Regions from separate parts of the Triticum aestivum genome. Here region 1 is linked to region 2. Evidence: chromatin contacts called from public Hi-C data. All regions are on one chromosome and are shown on one strand. The core of a region is the stretch at or near the end of the contact, and the rest is flanking DNA. Distances in the headings are between cores, read along the strand shown. Region 1 holds the start of LOC123085100 (branched-chain-amino-acid aminotransferase 2, chloroplastic). Region 2 has its middle 33 kb from the start of LOC123085098.

Region 1 (3,579 bases), core at 629-3,128, 83 kb before region 2:
TTCAGTCCGTTGTTATCGGCGCAGTTGGGTGGTGGACAGTCGTGGTGGACGTGGAGTGCATTGATCGATCGACCTGGTAGCCGCTGTCTCTGGCGAGCTCGATGATGCTCCGACGCGTGACCCCCGGCAGGATGGTCCCCTCCGTCGCCGGCGTCGCGACGGCGCCGCCCTTCACGACGAAGAGGTTGCAGGAGGAGGCCTCCTCCACGTACCTCTTGTGGACCGAGTCCAGGTACAGCACGTCCGCGAACCCCTTGCTCCTCGCGTCCATCTGCGCCTTGAGCACCTGACGATGGGATAAAAACACTGGCCGGTCAGTCACATTTTCTGGAAATTCACCCGAAGATGATATTTACCGGCTGAAAGATGTTTACCGGCGCGTAGTTGGAGATGGTCTTGACCCCGCCGGTGCCGCCCGGCATGGCGCGGTGGATCTCCTCCTCGACCAGCAGGTTTATCGCCGCCATGCCTTCCTTGAAATATGTGCCCACGGGCGCCGCGTAGATCATGAAGGTATACTCGGGCGCCGGCGCCAGCCCGAGGATCGCCCCGCTCCCGATGAGCAGCGGCCTGAGGTACAGCGCCCCCTTTCCCTGCGGCGGCACCTGAAACCAACGTAGGACAGCGGTGGTTGCGGTGCGGAGATCAGCCATGGAGGGCTCATGAGCATGGCGTGCACTCACGTGAATAAAAGGACACACCGATGGTCACCACGTTGTACGTACCCAGCGCCTGTTGGCGAGGACGGTCTGCTTGACGGCGTGCACGAACTGCTCGACGGACGGGGCCGGCATGCACATGCGCCCGGCGCCGTGCTGCATCCGCCGCGCGTTCTCCTCCGGCCGGAACAGCATGTACCCGGGCCCGTCCGCCCTCCGGTACGCCTTGAGCCCCTCGAACAGCCCCTGCCCGTAGTTGAGCACGCCGGAGGAGGGGCTGAGCTCGATGTTGCCGTAGCGGGCGAGCTCGCCGCGGGAGAAGCCGCCCTCCTCCTGCGAGCACCGCATGACGTACATGTAGTCGGTCGGGGTGAGCCCGAAGCCGAGGTTGTCCCAGTCGATGTCGCCGCCGCCCTCCTCGTCGGACCTGCAGCCAAGCCAAACCGCACACGGATGCCCCGGTGGCGACAGCTCAAGCGTTAAGTTTGAGTGTGACGAACGGCGCAAAATGTTAAAAGCCATTGGCGATCGATCAAACTGCAAACGAATCGAAACCAATCACGGAAAGGAACGATGAGCCTGCATGCCACTCACGCACCTGTCGACGGGGTCCAGCTGCGGCTGCGACGACTTCCACCGGGACGGGAGAAGAGAGCGGCCGCCGCCTCCGTCCTGCACACCGAGAAGGCGCCTACTGTGAGTTCCGATCGACCTCATCATCGTCCTCATGGAGGCAGGATGTGAGAGCATCGTGGACATGGATAAATCTTAGTAGACGGGAAAATGCTCTTCTTCTCTCGCAACGGAAACAAGAAGAGTAGAAGCGCCAGGCCCGGCGGCCATGCTTTGTAGACGGGGATCTCAACTGTAAAAGCACGAGAAGCGCGCGGGTACGCACCGTCCCGAGTAGAGCTCGGAGGCCGCCGCTGACCCCGCCGGCCGGGGCGCGGCCCCACGGGAGGAGGCGCCTCGCAGACGACAGCACAGCCATGCACGCACGTACGCCCGCGATCGCCAAAGCTGTTCAAGAACTCGACCCTTCACGGCGAGCAATGGTTCGCAAAGCTATACACAGCCCGCTACGAGAGCGCAGCGCCTATACCAGTGAGTTAAAATGGCAAAGTGTTCGTGAAGAGGTTTCTATATAGGTCGTGGAGAATTTGGCAAAGCGTTGGATCTGCCGTGCTGTATCCGACCCTTATAGAAGGCCACATGCATTGGTTTTTTATGGCGAGCTAACACATGCATTAGCAGGATACGGTAATGTTTGGCAAAGATATTTGGCGGATGTTTGACAAAGACTGTGCCCTGTTTCGGGACTCCTGTTACGGGGGATCCAGCGTGCGCCGAAGCTCTAGGAGCAGCAAACTTGCTTCTCCTGGATGGAGACAAAAACCATCGACGGAGATGGCAATTGACCCGTGGGCCCAGGCACTGAGTGGACCCCGCGAGGCAGTGACGGAGTACAGCCGCGCCTGGCACGGCACCTCCTGGGAACGAGGAAGTCGTAGTCGCGCTGCTCTGCCGCGTGTAAGGCGTGATGGCGTCTGCCGAGCTAATTTTTTCCCGAAAATACTTCCATTCTGTATTCATCTTTAATTATAGCATTAGAATGAACATCAGAAATAATAAAAGATACAGTCAAATCCATAGACCACCTAGCGGTAAATACAAGAATTGAAGTGAGCCGAAGGCGCGCTACTGTCACCGTCCCTCCCTTGTCGGTGCCGGACATAACTTGTTGTAGTAGATAGTCGAGAAGTCATCATGTCAAGGTCATATAGGACCAGCGCACCAGAACAGCAAACACCGCTGATGAAGAGAGATATAGATCGGAAGGATCCAACCTGAAGCCGCATGAACGTAGATGACCGAAGACCGGATCTGAGCAGATCCACCGAAGACAATCCCCGACCGAATTCTGTGAGATCCGCCAGAGACAGACATCCACACACCATCCGACCATGCTAGACGCACCACCGAGACGAGCGGGGAGAACCTTATTCCATCTTCAGAAAGCTGCCGTCGTCTCACCTTCCTGAGCAAGACACACAAAACCAAACAAAATTCAAAGAAACATATACAAACGGAGCCCTCCCACCGGCAAGTGCCGGGATTCACCATGCCCCATGGCCCTAGCAATTCTAGCATTGTTGTTATATCAGCCTGATTTTTCTAGTGGTATATCGGTGTGATTGATATCTTAACTTGTCGATATGGTAATTTTGGTAGGAACTGTTTTTAAGACTCTGACAAAGTCGTCATCCACGCAGCCCCGTCAATGGCGTAGGGAAGTTTTAGCACAACCTCTTAGTCCCCCGCGCAACCCCGTCAATGGCGTCGCCGTACGTACAACTGCCGCTTTCACCCCTGCGGATGCCGCACCCATTTGTCCACTGGGAAGAGCATCAATTAATGACCGTCGCCGCATTTCACACTTGTTTCCCACCCGCACGTGGCAAATCCCCATCCCTCGTTTCCCATCGAAACGCGCCCATTTGTGGGTATAAACCCCCATCAGAGCCCTTTGTCGATGCCACCATATTCACTCTCTTCCCCGATCCCTGGCGTCGGCACACTCATCCCATCGTCTCCCTTCGTCGGCCACTACCCCTCTTCTCTCTTCCACCATTCGGGTGTGGCCACGCCCTCCCCGTGGACCTTTCCCGGTGAGACCGAAGGGGACTGCGCCGAGAGAGAGAGAGAGAGAGAGAGAGAGAGATCTTGGAGAGGGCGTGAGACTTCTCTGAGTGGGTCGAGGACGAAGTGCGCCATAAGGCAGAATCAGTCGACGGCGGTGCTCGCCTACCCGCCGCCCTTGAGTACTTTTACCACATGTCGATGCCATCTGGCAGAAATGAACACCACTATTCAAGACTTTGGCCTTATCCTGTATCCAGGACACACATGCGTTCGTCGA
Region 2 (3,709 bases), core at 882-3,381:
GAAACTCTTCATCGGCCCCAGCTGGATCTAGAGTTCGAGGGACGTCACCGAGCTGAATGTGTGCAGATCGCGGAGGTGTCGTGCGTTCGGTACTTGATCGGTTGGATCGCGAAGACGTTCGACTACATCAACCACGTTATTCAATGCTTCCGCTTTCGGTCTACGAGGGTACGTAGACACACTCTCCCCTCTCGTTGCTATGCATCCCTAGATAGATCTTGCGTGATTGTATGAGATTTTTTGAAATACTGCGTTTCCCAAACACACCTGACCCCACATATATTTCTCCCCATCCGCTCGTTGTACCAAACCCTAGCTAGTTCACTCCACTCCCCTCCGCTACCCAAGCTCATCTCCGGCGGTCTCCGGCATGGCGGGCAGTGGATTCGAGTACTTCACCTCTAGATCCATCGACCCCGAGCTCATCCCATGCGGCCCCGAGGAAGAGATGTCCGTCCGGCTTGCGCTCTGCCGCTCCCGGGAGGAGGCCAGTGCCCGACAGCGCTCGGACTCCTTCCGTCGGAATCCATTGCGTCTGCCCAAATGGCGCATGGATCCAGCGCTAGGTGTGCCATCGCTGCCTCATCAGAGGCGGTGCGGTCCGTGTGGCGTCTGAACGCGATGACGGACGCGCAACGCCTCTGTAGGCGTGCCGAGCATCGCGACGCACCATGGGCCTCGTCCGACGAGAACCTAGCATGGCGTGCCCGTGTGAGGCAGCGGGCGCGGGAGGCGGCGGCTCTCGTGGCGGTGGACGTCGACGAGGCGGAGTCGCATTCTCCGATGCATGGTGCAGCAGTTCGGGCACCGCAACCGCATCGTGGTGGACGTCGCCGGCTCGTCCCAGGACGAATCCATCATCGATCTTATGTCCACCGGCACCCAACGGGTTCCCGGCTCCGACGAGGAAGAGTAGGGAATGGGAGACGGCGACGCCTTGAGTCCCGTGAGCCGGCTCGTGTCTCATGCCCTACTATACCTTGCCGGCGACCGGGCCAACACTCTGTGGAGTGCATCCGGCCGCCGAACAATGCCACGGCAACCGGATGAGCTCCTCTTAAAGGTTGCTACGTTGCATGTAATAATATGGATTTGAGGTTTCTAATTTGAGGTACCCAGATGTGAATTGCATTATTTGAGGCGTGATAGGTCAGTGTCCACGTGGGCGCGTCCGCAGGCATTTAAGGGACCAGATTTGCAAAGTCATGTTGTAGATGCTCTTAGGTATTTCAAAAAAGGACAACATGAACATTGACAAACTCATGAAACAACATTGATTAGGGTTAAATCTTGCCGCATACTTTATGTGTCCGGTGCAACCTCTATTGTAGATAGAAGATGATTTTGTATTAGTATGCAGATATGAGCATGCGGTGTGATTTCGGTTAAAATGTTCCGTCCTCGGAGCATGTCGTAGTTTTCCTGAATTGAGAGAACCGTTTTGTGTTTTGTAATGTGTATAACAGTGGAATAAGAAATGTAAATTGTCTTGTATTTCTATATATGACGTGCACAAGAACTTTTCATGAAAAAAATTGAAAAGAAAAAAACTTTTTTAGATAAAAAAAGAAAAAAATGATTTTTATTATCTCCCACCAGGCCCCCTCGCATGTCTGGACCGGGCCTGAGTAGTGCTAAAAATGGGCAGCACCCGAATCAATTGTGGTTCAAAGGTCACCCGCAAAAAAAATTGTGGTTCAAAGATTCCTAAATAGGTCAATTGTACTCCAACAGGAGTGTTGAATAGACAAGTGTCGAGATTCGGTCGATCGGCCCTAGCAAACAACTGGAAGCCGACAAGAGTTAATTTGGATATTCTCCTTCTTATTAAGTTCGTCGGCTTCTCCTACATGGTCTCGAAATGCTGGACATGGTAGTTTGAAATGCAGAAAAAACTTTAAAAGCGCACGAACTTGTGTGGCCAGTGTGGTGCCCAAAGACTTTGGAAAAGTACGCCTGGCATCAACTTGGGCTGTTGATGGCAGCTTCCCGAGCTCTCACTTTTCGGCCGCTTCTTTCGTTCTTGTAGCAGACAAACCCACAAAATGGACAGACATGTTGCAGGCTTGCAGCACAAATCACGTTTGGCTTGTACATGTCATGAGCAGAACAAATACGACCACACTAGTCAGCATCGGCATTCGGCATCGGCATCTCATCAGCAACTCAGCGGAACAATCATGGCCGCAAAGTTTCGCACCCTTACAGTTACAGGCGCGTGAGGACAAATGCAGGTGGTGCAGCGGTGGCAATGTTGGACGGGCCATGGAGAACGCAAGTGACAGATTCCGAGTACACTAGGCCATGAACTTATGGCTGCAGAAATCAAAGTCTCCGTGTTGAACGGTAGCTGCAGCTCCACATGGACACGGACTCACGGAGGTAACACCGACGGGCAAGAACGAGTAGGTTCACCATGGTTTCCCTTCGATATTTGCAAAGTCCTTTTTGCCGCGTTGTCGGGAGGCCGACCCTAGCGAACGCCTTCCCCGCCGTTCCAGTTCCCTGGGGAACGTTCTCTCTTCCTATTTCTCCAAAAAATGCATGACCAGGTGCCCGAGAGGGGGTTTGAACTTACGACCTCCTACGTGGGGGCAGGGCACTTACACTCAACTAAAGCGGGGGCTGTAAATATTTCCGTTTAAACTACTATATGTATTTTAAACCTAAATTAATTTTATGTTTGATTTTTCATTTGATTTTTTTCGTAAAATCCTGATTTTTTTTCTTGTTTGAAAGAACAAAAATTCCTATTTTACAGAGCAATTTTTTTTATAAACTTTCCAAATGCATTTCAAATTATAGGTAGCATGTCAATTGTTTTTTATTCTAAACCATGCCATTTTTAGCTCTTTTTGTAATGTCCCATGGAAGCTTTTGGCAAATTTTATCACTTATTCACGACAATTTTGAAACTGGTTTTTTTAACTTCTCACATGGCAATTTTATTATTAAGAACATGTCATTTAATAATTAATAACATGGCATTTTTTCTTAAGAGAATTATATTTTTCATATTAATAACATGGCATTTTTATTATTAAGAGGATGGTAGTTTTATTATTAATAACATGGCAATTTTATTATTAGCAACATGGCAGATTGTCTTAGGAGAATGGTAGTATATTATTAACAGGATGACAGTTTTATTATTTGAGAGCATGAAATTTTTACTATCATGAGGATGGCATCTTTGTTTAAAAAATATCATGGCAAATTTATTGGACTTATTTAGATAAAACATTTTAATAGAGTATAGCATGGCATTGTACAAAATAGAGCATGGCAGGTGTACATTATGTTCTTCTTTTGTCTTTTCTTGTGACAGAAAAATATTTTATTTCATTTTTTGTTAATGGCAATTTTTTCATAAAAGACCTAGCCCTTTTTTTCGTACGTGCCACAATGGGCGGGGTGGATCGTTTGCTCCATCGCCACACTCCCAGCAAATGTTTATTGAGGGAGCTCATCTATTTTGGAAAAAAATCATTGATTTTGGTGAAAGTTCATTGATTTTAAAAAAAGTTCATTTCGATTAGCAAAAAGTTAAAAAAATATAAAAGAATGAAAGAACCAAACATAATCGTTCCAATAAAAAATAAAAAGATGAAGATGAAGAACAAAAGAAGGAAAACGGTGTAATTGAGCACATCAGGTGAGGATGGTGGGGTGGTTAACACTACTAACAAAGGACCGGGAGCTTGCTGAT

What was found. Hi-C and Micro-C count contacts between places; a contact is called where the count stands out from the background.
Region 1: a contact with region 2 is called in a Hi-C map of leaf, with 4 times the contacts expected there. The contact joins the promoter of LOC123085100 here to the enhancer-like site in region 2. A contact is called at or near these places in 3 of 5 Hi-C or Micro-C datasets (all in leaf).

What each region holds. Positions count from the first base shown.
Region 1 is chr4A:56,227,195-56,230,773 of IWGSC CS RefSeq v2.1, reverse strand. It overlaps LOC123085100 (branched-chain-amino-acid aminotransferase 2, chloroplastic), which reads right to left and starts at 1,878. Exons shown (of 7, transcript XM_044506681.1): 1 at 1,558-1,878; 2 at 1,258-1,331; 3 at 726-1,086; 4 at 375-605; 5 at 74-286. The coding sequence starts at 1,650.
Region 2 is chr4A:56,143,928-56,147,636 of IWGSC CS RefSeq v2.1, reverse strand. No RefSeq gene overlaps it. Among protein-coding and RNA genes, the nearest start is that of LOC123085098, 33 kb to the right of the region's middle. Within about 2 kb of position 2,131, at least 1 of the 8 cell types and tissues checked has an H3K27ac peak or open chromatin away from gene starts, as enhancers often do. A contact at or near this core is called in leaf, where this site is marked.